Regions from separate parts of the Mus musculus genome. Here regions 1, 2 and 3 are each linked to region 4. The links are chromatin contacts, called in public HiChIP or PLAC-seq maps. All regions are on one chromosome and are shown on one strand. Each heading gives the region's core, a stretch centred on a gene start, on an enhancer-like site or on the middle of the called end of the contact. The rest is flanking DNA. Distances are from core to core; before and after follow the strand shown.

Region 1 (2,700 bases), core at 135-2,634, 710 kb after region 4:
GGGGCTGACTGACTCCTTTTACTTGAATAGGGGCCTGAACAGTCAGAATAACTGAAATAGAAAGTAGACAGGTGGTTACCATGCGGCAGGGGCAGGGAAATGAAGACTGACTGATTACATATGGAGATTGCAATGGCAAGATGTGTCCTAGAGGGGGTAGTGCTGATGTTACCAGTGTGGTCTACCTTTTTGTTTGTTTGTTTTTTTATTTTTCGAGACGGGTTTTCTGTGTCCACGAAGCTCTGGAACTGACTCTGTAAGACCAGATTGGCCTCGAACCCACAGAGATCCTCCTGCCTCTGTCTCCTGAATGCTGGGAGGGTTTGTTTTGTTTTGTTTGTTTTTTCAAGACAGGGTTTCTCTGTGTAGTCCTGGCTGTCCTGGAACTCACTCTGTAGACCAGGCTGGCCTCGAACTCAGAAATTCGCCTGCCTCTGCCTCCCAAGTGCTGGGATTAAAGGCGTGCGCCACCACTGCCCGGCAATGCTGGGAGTTTTTAATGCATGTTGAGTTATTAATGGGAGTCTAAGAAGCGTGTATGCTATCGTGATCAAAAAGCATTAGAGAAGAGTCCCCAGGACTTCATAGCCAGGGTCTTGATCCAAGATTTAAAAGTTCATCATCGCTTGGACCAGAGGAGACTAATTAGGAAGTTGATAAGCGTGTGATGTAATGTGATTATAAATGACATAAAACTAGTTGATTAATGAGGAAGATGAACAGATGAAAATGCAGCAAGCGCATTCCTTCCCATTACCAGCAAGCAAGCACTAGGCAGCCAGCCCCCCACCCCCCACCCCGACCCCGCCGCCCCCGGACTGGCTCGGCTCAAAGCCTTCTGGGAATCGTAGTTCCCAGCTCCAACTTCCACAACCCTGTTCTACACGCATCCCACTAACTCCTTACTTGAGCTCTTCGGCCGAATACATTCCGAAGGAAATGCCCTGAAGCCGCCTCCATGGTGTGTGCTTGGAGGCCAGCATCTTCCGAGTCAGTTTTGAGGTCCGTCACTACGAGAGAAGTTCCAGTCAGCCGCAGAGAACGCCACTTGAGTCTTGTAGCGCAGAGCCACCATGTGTTTTTCCACTGCGCTTGCGTGCGAGAACCGCGGCTTGGCAAATTGGCTTGGACGAGTTCATTTTTGCTTTCGGGGTGGGTAAGGAGTGGAAGAAAACTGTCTCAAAACCCTCCTTCAGTTTAAAAGCAAAATTACACAGGAGACTTTAGAACAGCATTTCAAGTAAGTTTATTCGAGGTGAACGATGTGTACTGAGCGTTCCGCTGCTAGTCTAGCCAAACAGGACCTTGTGACCACCCGTTTGGAGATGAGACGTTCCACGCCAGCCCCGCCCCTCGACCCTGGAGGCGGAGGTCGTTCCCGACGTGCTCCGCGAAGAGTCCAAAGATGGCGGCGGCGGCGGTTGCAGCTCGCCGCCTGTCCTTTCGCAGCGGGCTTGTCTTGCTGCAGACCACTCGGGGGACGGGTGTGTGTGAACCGAAGGTCTGTTGCAGGTAAGAAGACCCAGAGTCATTTTGGTCTTGCATTTCCCTGAGAGTCGTGAAAGTAGGTAAGATGCAAAGGCATTTGTATGGTCGAGGCCCGGCCCTCTCAAGGGTAACACGAGGTAGCGTCGTATTTAGTGATCTTTAGATCTGCGAGTTCGGGAATTCTTTCGGAAAATTTTTATTGGTTGGTTGCAATACTATGTATAGCCAAAATTACCCTTTAAACTAGGGCCCTGTTCTCGTGAAGTTTACATTTCCGTGAGTGCCGCTACAAGCCCCTACACAAATTTCTTTATCACCCCCCCCCCTTATTCATTTTAACCCTGCAAAAAAGAAAGGGCAAAGTAACAGATCTTTCACAAATAAAGGGCAGGCTAATATTACCAGTATGGACTGAACGTTATGAGAACCTTCAGCTAAGAATAAGCTAAGACTTTAGTAAAAGCAGAAAGCCTTAAAACGTCTGACCCCATTCTTTCCATCTGGTGGTGTTGCAAATACTTATGTAATTTCTTTGTACATCCTTCATGCAGTGGCCTGGTGGAAATAGGAGGTGGTTTTAAGTCAGTTGTAGAGTGGATAATTAGCTCATACGATGTCTTTGGACCAATACAAAAAAATAAATAAAACTGGGTTACAAGTTTACACTACATCTAAATGCCTCTATAAATGTGGCTCAGAATGTGTGCATGCGGGTGGAGCTGAGTCAGCAGAGCTAGCGGTAGGAGCTGAGCTGAGGCCATCAGGGAGCAGTGCTAACAGTGGGATTTTTGTTGTTTTGTTTTTAATGCAGATTTTATGCTGGAACTGAATCCCTCCCAAAGGTTGAAGGATCAGATATAACAGGTATTTTTAAAACTATGGAAATAGAAGTTTTTAAAAATGAAAAGACATTGTATTTCTTTGTGTTGTTAGAAAATTGTTTATTTTTATTTTTTTTTCTACATAAGGGATTGAAGAAATAGTCATTCCAAAAAAGAAAACATGGTGAGTATTTTGCTATTCACTTACCAGGTGATTGGGTATTTACTGTAAATAAAACATAAGGATTTAAATAGTGCCTAGCACATAGACAAATACCATGTTAGCTGTTATTTTTTAAGTCTTGTTATATAATTTTATGTGTAAACTATACATTTAATTTATAAGTGAACTATTAGGTGTACTTTTGTTTCATTTGGAGTGGCTATTTGA
Region 2 (2,720 bases), core at 52-2,551, 570 kb before region 4:
TGTATGAGGGAAAATAACTAAACGTGCATTTGCTTTTTGGTTTAACAATGCCACCTCTAGACACACCTGAAAACACAGGGTCAGAGATAGAAAAGAACATACACATGAGGCTACTCTTAGCATCTTGCTTCTGATTGCGGAAACATCAGAAACTATCAAAATACCCATCCCCGGGCAGGAAGACAGGGGTTAACTGTATGGAGTGACATCCAAGACTCACTGTGAAGTGAGCAAGCCAAGAGACAGTTTTCTGTCATCTGTCCTTTTTGCGTCAGAAAAGGGGGCAGGGCAGAGAGGCCCGTAAACCAGAAGCCAAGGAAAACAGCTCTGCATTGGAGAGTGTGGAAATGATTCAGGAAGGGTCAGAGTGGGGGGTGTGCAGTGCAAACAATAAGGAGAGTAACCCTTCTGAGTGTAGGTTTAATATAGTTCTAAACAAGAGTGGAGGGGGAATAAAGTACAAACAAAACCAAATAAATCCAAGTTAGTTGAGCAACATAACTACACTGAAGAATGGGAAGATGAGGATGAAAGCAAGTTTATCATCACCACCACTACCATCACCCTCCTCATCATCATTATTAATGAAAGGTTTGAAACTCAGGGCCCCACATAAACTTGAACATAGTAGTTAGGACTTTGGCCACATAACCTTATGCTAACTTCTAAGCTTGCTTTTGTCCGTGGAATCAGTGTATCTGCAATCCCAGACCACTTTCTGTGTGTTCCACAGTTGAACAAATAAGTAAAACCATATTGTGGGCAGTTGTACTAGTTAGATTGCTATTGCTGTAATGAAATACCGAGACGAAAAGCAACCTGGGGAGGAAAGGGTTACTTCAGCTTACAGCTGAGTTGTGGTCAGTCAGTGAGTTAAGTTAGGTCAGGAAGAGGCAGGAACTAACATAGGGACAGTGAAGAAGGCTGCTTTCTAGCTCACTCCTCAGGGCTTGCTCCGAATGCTTTGTTAAACAAACCAGGGATGGCTCTGTCCCCACAGGGCTGGGCCCTCCCACACCAATCATTAATCAAGAAAATGCCCTATAGACTTGCATACAGACTATCTAATGAGGGAAATTCCTCAGTTAAGGTTCCCTCTTCCAAGATCACTCTAGCTCATAGCAAAGTGACAACAAAACAAAACAAACACACAACCCTAACCAGCACAGGAATGAAGAGATTATATATCTTCAAAGAATTAACAAGTGGGGAAAGAAAGACCACTTTCTGAACTGAATGGTTTTGCATTGAGATTAGAGTCATGAACTCATGGTTTTTATTGGCTGGTAGAAAAATAGAGAACTGAGATCTACATATGCGTGCTGTGTGGTGTGGTGTGGTGTGGTGTGATGTGCTCTGTGTGTGTGTGTGTGTGTGTGTGTGTGTGTTCTACTTAGGAAAAATTCCCTTGAGAGTTAGAAAGATGGCTCCGACGTTAACCACACACACTGATCCTTCAGAGGGTGCAAGCTTCATTTCTAGCACACACACCAGGCAGCTCACATTTCGAAGTCCTGCTCTGGGGGATCAGACACCTCTGTCCACCATGGGCATGGGCACCTGCACTCATGTGCCCGTACTCTCACACACACACACACACACACACACCACACACACACACACACACACACACACACACACACACGTAACTAGAAATATTAGGGGAAAAAATCAGTCTTGTTCATCTGTCACCACTTAGGAAACAATTCACGCAGCGTTCGACTCTGCACGCTTGTACGCAGCGACATTTGAAAAGTTTCAGTTATTCTTCAAGGAAAACGAGAGTCTGGATCTAGAAGCCCTGAAGCAGGAGGAGCCTGGTGAGTCTGCCCTCGCTAAAGCACATTTGACCGAGATAACAAGACCTGTCGTCTTCTGGGTTTCTGTTTGGTGGTGTTCAGTGACACCGAGTGTTGACCTGAAACGTTTGACCAGGCAAAGGCAGGACTTTATGCACATCTGGTATTTCCCATGGAATCCCTCATTTTCTTTCCTCTGCGCCCGCATCCCTGTATCTGGTAAAGTGCGGGGTGGTTCCTCAGTCACGCGTGGCCCATCTGTCGAGGTTGCTGTAAGACCTGTGTGCCTTGTGAAGAGTTGAAAAGGAGGTGGGATTCTACCATTCCTGCCAGGCAAGGCTTACAGAAGCCCTCTGTCTCAGAAATTCAAGATACAATTTTCTTCCTATACCACCCTGAGACCTGGTGAGGATGATCAACAATTCTTAGTGTTGAATTCAGGCCCGGGGACAAACCATTCCATTGGAATCCTTATTCTTGGGTGTGACAGGAGTTGGACGTGTTTCACAGGATGTCTTTTCCAGAGCATGATGCAAGCGAGTGACCTTTTAACCTTATGGACTGATTTTATGGCGTTTTATTTTCAGGAAAAAAAATCCAATTTTTATTTTTATAAAATATGGTTTTTGAACACAAAGTAGATCTATTCCAAATAACCAGCTTAATAATTTATATCATCTAACTCACAGGGGTTAAATGAAGGGCCTGATGTATGCTCTGAGGTATACTGGCAGCCTATGGCTTTCTTCTTTTATGATTCAATTGTGATCTTATGAAAGAACAGACATTGTGCCTCCTCTTCCTCTTCCTCCTCCTCTTCTTCCTCCTCCTTCTTTTTCTCCTATTTCTTTTTTCTCCTCCTTCTCCCCGCCCTCCCCCCCAACTGTAACTATATTTGCTGACAGGCCCAGGACCTACCAT
Region 3 (2,700 bases), core at 79-2,578, 600 kb before region 4:
TTCCCAAGGATCCAGGGCTGCCCTTTCAATGCTATCCATCCTGCTGCTTGGATGCCTTACTTAGCATGCCTGATGGGTCTTTCCTGTTTATCTTTCTCCTAACATCCGACCTTCGTCATTAAATAAGACCTTTGCTGCTAAATTAGTGTGCACTCATAAAATGTGTCATGTTAAATTTATGAGCTTCTAAAAAGCCAAGTTGCCAAATATATATATATATATATATATATATATATATATATGTATGTATGTATGTGTATGTATGTATGTATGTATGTATGTATATATATATATATATATGTATATATATATATATATATATATATATATAGTGTTTAAACACTCCCCAGGGCCAGTGAGATCGGTCAGCAGTCAAAGGCACCTGCTGCCAGGCGCAATGACCTGACTTTCATCCCCGGCAGCCACATAATGGAAGAACGGATCCGAACTAAATTCTCCTCTGGCTTCCACATACACACTGTAGAACCTACACACACACACACACACACACACACACACACACACACACACACAAGCACTCATGCGCGCACAAAATAAAATGTTTTGTGAAAACTGTAATGTGTTCCCTGAAAACTTCACATGACAAGAGACAAAATGTCAGCCCAATACTCAGGGCGCGTGTGAGGAGAGGTGGGGTAGATTGAGTGGTCTGTAATCTATACTCCAGCTCTGTATAATCTACTTGACGATAGGCGGGCTCAAAGGCGCACTCTGTTTTCTCGGCTTCTGTTAGCGGGTGGCTATCCAAGGCACGGTTAGAAAGCGGAGGAGAAAAAGAACGTAGTTCCAGCAGTGATCACGACATTTTGTAGGTTGAAAAGCAGCCTCTGCCAACCCGGGAAGCAGTTCCCCAAGGTAGGTGAAAGGGCTTCCATAGTTCGCCCAACCTTCGCCTGAGGCTCTTGAATCTTTCACCTCAGCATTTTAAGATGTGGGCGAACGTCAAGTCATACTCAAGCCTCTTGAGAAACAACAGATACCTACAGAAGGTTGGATTGCAGATCATGGATCGTCCAGAAACGAAGGAACACATAAAAAGACGGGACCTCCTATGCCTGCTTGCCCAAGCTGCCTGAGATTTCCATTCTAAAGCAGGAATCCTCCGGGTGGGGCCTGCTCCCTGACAACTAATGACGTCAAATACTCTGGGAACACCGATTGGCTCAATTACTTGGCGCGCTCCAGGAGAGCGAGAGCAGCTCCTCGAGACTGGCTGGCAGCGACTGACCGGCTCCTCCTTAGTGCAGTAAGCGTCCTTGGTGGCCCAGTGGTTGCTAAGCAACGGGAAACATTTTCTCCTGGGACTAGACTTCTGTTCCCAGACCAGGTATTGCTGGGCCTCTGGAGACCCTTCGGGAACGCTGCTGTTGAACCGCTTGGTGAGTCCATTGGAACTGAACTTTGGGCAGAGTCAGACACTCAGCAACCCCTCCCCAGGGATAGAAAGTCTCAGAAAAGATGGATTCAGTGATAGCTTCCTATCCCGGGGGACAGGAAAGCGAGGACTAGAGATGCTAGGCTTGCCCAAGACTACATACTGACTGTTCAAATCTAGACCTGTCCTGTTCATTAGACGCCAGGTATAAATTTACCCGGAAAGATAAGACATAGCCCTGCCTCACACAGCACCGTTATGCGTTGAAATGATAGTTTAAATATTAAGTAGAGCACATCATTAAAGTCAAGACCTTTCGTTTCTCATAGGCTTACTTGAGACGTTAAAATTGCATAAAAGACTTTTGATTTCTATTGGCACTGAGCCAGATTAAAATGTAGGCATGTCCACACCTGATTCAAGATGTTTTGTTTGTTCATTCGTTTGTTCTCTCTCTCTCTCTTTCTCTCTCTCTCTCTCTCTCTCTCTCTCTCTCTCTCTGTGTGTGTGTGTGTGTGTGTGTGTGTGTGTGTATACACCTGTGTGTGCACCTTTGCATATGAATATGGGAGGCTAGAGATTGATACTGGACTGTCTTCTTCAATTGCTTCTCCACCCTGTTTTGAAAAAACAGAGATCTCTCACCGAATCTGAAGTTTGGATAGCTTGGCTTGAAGTCCCTGAGCAGCTGCCAGCCCCTCCTTCCTGCCCCAGCCTACAGCCACCACCATAAATGCCCCCACAGAAACACTCCCCCAAGCAGCTCAACCAAAGCCACTTGTGGCCTGGAAGGCCTTCCCATCCCAAACCATGGACCCAAAGTAGGGAAAGGGGGTTGAAAAGAAAAAAAGCCACCAATCCATGGCTGGCTAGGATTCACCTGTGTGCCTCTACTCCCCTGTGCTTTGGTTACATGCAACACTTCCATGCCTTGCTTTTTACATGGGTGCTAGGGATCCGAACTCAGGTCCTTATGCTTGGTGTCTGTTTGCTGTGTATGTGTGTGTGTGTGTGTGTGTGTGTGTGTGTGTGTGTGTGTACTTGACACAAGCTAGAGTTATTTGGGAAGGACTCCCAACTGAGAAAACACCTTTGTGAAATTGGCCTAAACACTTGTCCGTCCAACATTTTCTTGGTTGATGATTGACGTGGGAAGGTGCAGTCTACCACAGGCTGTGCCACCTTTGAGTAGGTGATCATGGGTTGTATAAGAAAGCAAGCTGAGCAAGCCATGAAGAGCAAGCCACGAAGCAGTGTTCCTCAATGGCCTTTGCTTCAATTTCTGCCTTCGGTCCCTGCCCTGA
Region 4 (2,700 bases), core at 115-2,614:
GGTCCTCCGGAAGAGTAGTCAGTGTTCTTAAGCACTGAACCATCTCCCTAGACACTAAAGATGTCTGTTGCTGTTGTTTTTCAAGACAGAGTTTCTCTGTGTAACCCTGGCTATCCTGGAACTCACTCTGTAGATCAGGCTGGCCTGATTCAGAGATTTGCCTGCCTCTGCCTCCTGTGTGCTGGGACTAATGTTGTGTCCCACCATCACCTGGCTCTCTAAAAAAAGTTTTTTTAAGTATATTTCTTTTAAAATTCTATTTTGTTGTTTGCATTATAAGAATGTGTTGCTTGGGCTGGAGTGATAACTCAGCAGTTAAGAGCACCACTGACTGCTCTTCCAGAGGTACTGAGCTCAAATCCCAGCAACCATATGGTGGCTCACAATCATCTGTAACAAGACCTGATTCCCTCTTCCAGTGTCTGGTGACAGCTACAGTGTACTCACATATAATAAATAAAATAAACCTTAAAAAAAAAAAAAAGAATGTGTTGCTTGTGTGGTGTGGTGGTGCATGTCTTTAACCCCAGCACTCAAGAGGCAGAGGTAGGTGGATCTCTGTGATTGCAAGGCTAGCCTGGTCTACAGAGCGAGTTCTGTTAAACAGAAGAACCCTGTCTTGGAAAGAAAAAGAATATATATGTGGTGAATGAGACAAGAGTGTTTGTCTAGTGTGCATAGAACCACGATTTGATTGCTAGTACCACATAAATTGGAGACACAAGCCAGTAGTCCAGTAGGAAGATCAGAAACTCAAGGTCTTCCTGTTTGAGTAACAAAGTACCTTACTTCCTGGATTGGAGAGATGGCTCAGGGCTTGTTGCTCTCCCACAGGAACAGAGTTCAGTTTCCAACACCCACAGAGTTTGAAACGCTTGAAGCTCTAGCTCTAGGGCATCTGATGCCCTCATCTAGCCTCCAAGAGCACCTACACACAGGTGGCAGACACACATACACAAATAAAAATAGTAAATCTTTGATATTTTATTTCTTAAATAAATAAATAGCCCAACAGGGGCGTGGTGAGGCACCTGTAATCCCAAACACTCAGGAGGCAGCAGGTGCCCACATAGCAATATGGTTTCAAACACATAGAAATTCAGAAGAACAAACAAGAAATCAAAAACCTTGGTAAATTCAGAGGGCCCTGGATACAGCCAAGAAAGGGATTAGGATCAGGATGAAATGTGTTTGCTTCTAGATGGGCAAGTGCTGAAGAGAGTACATTTGTTTGTGAAGTGAGAAAGCAGCATCGGCAACGGAGAGGTTGGAAACACGAGCAGAGGATGCGACAAAGAGGCGCCCGGCCCCACGACCCTACATCATAAGCAGCGAAGGCGACGCAGCACCTGCCGGTCGCAACAGCTTCCGAAAAACGAGGCCAAGTGAACAAGAACGAGATCGCCGAGCCCCGCAGACTGCTGAGAAACAGAAGGGACTTGGGGGGGAATAAAGAGCTGGACTTGACTTCCGGCACTCTACCGGAACACACAGACAACGGCTGCTGTCGCCCGGTAGCCCCACCCCTAAGGCGGGGCTGCGCCGGAAGAGAAACAGTCCGCCGGAAAGGGAGGGGCCACGCTCGGGAAAATCTCGTGCGCCGCTCTCACGTCATCAGAGGGCGGAAGCGCAGACTGCAGGATGCGGTTCCAGGTTGCGTTGCTCCTGCTGAGTGTCGCGGTGGCGAGTAAGGACCCCCACCCCAGCCCAGCTCACTCTCCCCTTTAGGTTCCCCATTCCTCACCTTGGTGGGTCGCTACGGGAGCCGGCGTCTTTCTTGTCTGGCCCGACCCTGCTCTAGCCATCTCCGCTTTCCCATTCGGCCATCCCCGCTAGGCTCTCAGAAGTCAAGCCCGCTTCTCTTCTTCCGAGGACTTACTGTTTTTTGTTTTTTGTTTTTTCTGTTTGTTTCAGGAGCTCTGCCGTCCGTTTATAAGAGAGACGCCGACTCAGGTGACTCTCAGAATCCTCCGAATCAGCCTTCCAAACAGTCCTCCACTCCCCTGCCTTCTTCTAACCAGGTAAAGACTACAAGGCCGACCGACGGTCAGGGGCAGAAGTCAGATAAAAAAGACCAGGACAAGACGACTTTGGCAGCAGTTTCCAGTAAGGCGGAATCTGGGCCGCGGACCGCCGCGACCGATCACAGTTTGGGTGATTCCAGAAGGCAGCCCGAGAAAACGGATGCCGAGTTGAACGAAACTGCGCGGCCCCTCTCACCAGTCAACCCCAAACTGGAAAAGTCTGATCAGAGCTCCACAGAAGATTCAGGCAAGCCCACAGGAGGTAATTCTGGCAAGCCCACAGGAGGTGATTCTGGCAAGCCCACAGAAGCTGGTTCGAATAAGGCCACAGAAGATGATTCTGGCAAGTCCACGAAAGTTGATTTGGACAAGCCCACCTCCAAAATCTCCCCAGATACGGAGACTTCGAAGACTGACAAAGTCCAGCCAACTGAAAAAGGACAAAAACCAACACTTACTTCCAAAACTGAATCTGGGGAAACACTGGCAGGGGACTCTGACTTCTCTTTAAAGCCAGAGAAAGGAGATAAGTCTTCAGAGCCTACTGAAGACGTGGAAACCAAGGAGATTGAAGAGGGTGACACAGAGCCGGAAGAAGGCTCACCACTTGAAGAAGAGAATGAAAAGGTGCCGGGCCCTTCCTCCAGTGAGAACCAAGAGGGGACACTTACAGACT

The links. HiChIP or PLAC-seq counts read pairs in DNA pulled down with a chosen protein or histone mark.
Region 1: a contact with region 4 is called in an H3K27ac HiChIP or PLAC-seq map of regulatory T cell precursor, with 6 times the contacts expected there. The contact joins the promoter of Ptcd3 here to the promoter of Tgoln1 in region 4. A contact is called at or near these places in 6 of 39 promoter capture datasets (erythroid cells, hippocampal neurons, liver and 2 more), 1 of 484 Hi-C or Micro-C datasets (CD4 T cells), 3 of 115 datasets of contacts at active chromatin or transcription factors (pancreatic cancer cells, regulatory T cell precursor and thymic regulatory T cells) and 1 of 9 other capture datasets (liver).
Region 2: a contact with region 4 is called in an H3K4me3 HiChIP or PLAC-seq map of bone marrow-derived macrophages, with 5 times the contacts expected there. The contact joins the enhancer-like site here to the promoter of Tgoln1 in region 4. A contact is called at or near these places in 7 of 39 promoter capture datasets (the 3T3-L1 cell line, HPC-7-derived erythroid cells, the SN4741 cell line and 4 more), 4 of 115 datasets of contacts at active chromatin or transcription factors (bone marrow-derived macrophages, forebrain and pancreatic cancer cells) and 1 of 9 other capture datasets (liver).
Region 3: an H3K4me3 HiChIP or PLAC-seq map of forebrain shows a contact between it and region 4, with 5 times the contacts expected there. The contact joins the promoter of Dnah6 here to the promoter of Tgoln1 in region 4. A contact is called at or near these places in 5 of 39 promoter capture datasets (the 3T3-L1 cell line, HPC-7-derived erythroid cells, embryonic stem cells and 2 more), 1 of 15 datasets of contacts at CTCF or cohesin (the NIH/3T3 cell line), 1 of 484 Hi-C or Micro-C datasets (cortical neurons), 16 of 115 datasets of contacts at active chromatin or transcription factors (T-cell acute lymphoblastic leukemia, bone marrow-derived macrophages, cardiomyocytes and 11 more) and 2 of 9 other capture datasets (embryonic stem cells and liver).

Annotation. Positions count from the first base shown.
Region 1 is chr6:71,907,446-71,910,145 of GRCm38.p6, reverse strand. Ptcd3 (pentatricopeptide repeat domain 3) reads left to right here and starts at 1,384. Exons shown (of 24, transcript NM_027275.3): 1 at 1,384-1,512; 2 at 2,300-2,352; 3 at 2,457-2,493. The coding sequence starts at 1,406. It overlaps Polr1a (polymerase (RNA) I polypeptide A), which reads right to left and starts at 1,093. Exons shown (of 34, transcript NM_009088.3): 1 at 907-1,093. The coding sequence starts at 983.
Region 2 is chr6:73,180,807-73,183,526 of GRCm38.p6, reverse strand. Dnah6 (dynein, axonemal, heavy chain 6) reads left to right here. Exons shown (of 77, transcript NM_001164669.1): 12 at 1,700-1,820. Among named protein-coding and RNA genes, the nearest start is that of Dnah6, 39 kb to the left of the region's middle. Within about 2 kb of position 1,301, at least 30 of the 459 cell types and tissues checked have an H3K27ac peak or open chromatin away from gene starts, as enhancers often do. A contact at or near this core is called in bone marrow-derived macrophages, where this site is marked.
Region 3 is chr6:73,220,259-73,222,958 of GRCm38.p6, reverse strand. It overlaps Dnah6 (dynein, axonemal, heavy chain 6), which reads left to right and starts at 1,328. Exons shown (of 77, transcript NM_001164669.1): 1 at 1,328-1,400. Gm40377 (a long non-coding RNA gene) reads right to left here and starts at 162. Exons shown (of 3, transcript XR_869180.3): 1 at 1-162.
Region 4 is chr6:72,615,664-72,618,363 of GRCm38.p6, reverse strand. It overlaps Tgoln1 (trans-golgi network protein), which reads left to right and starts at 1,364. Exons shown (of 4, transcript NM_009443.3): 1 at 1,364-1,687; 2 at 1,915-2,700. The coding sequence starts at 1,642.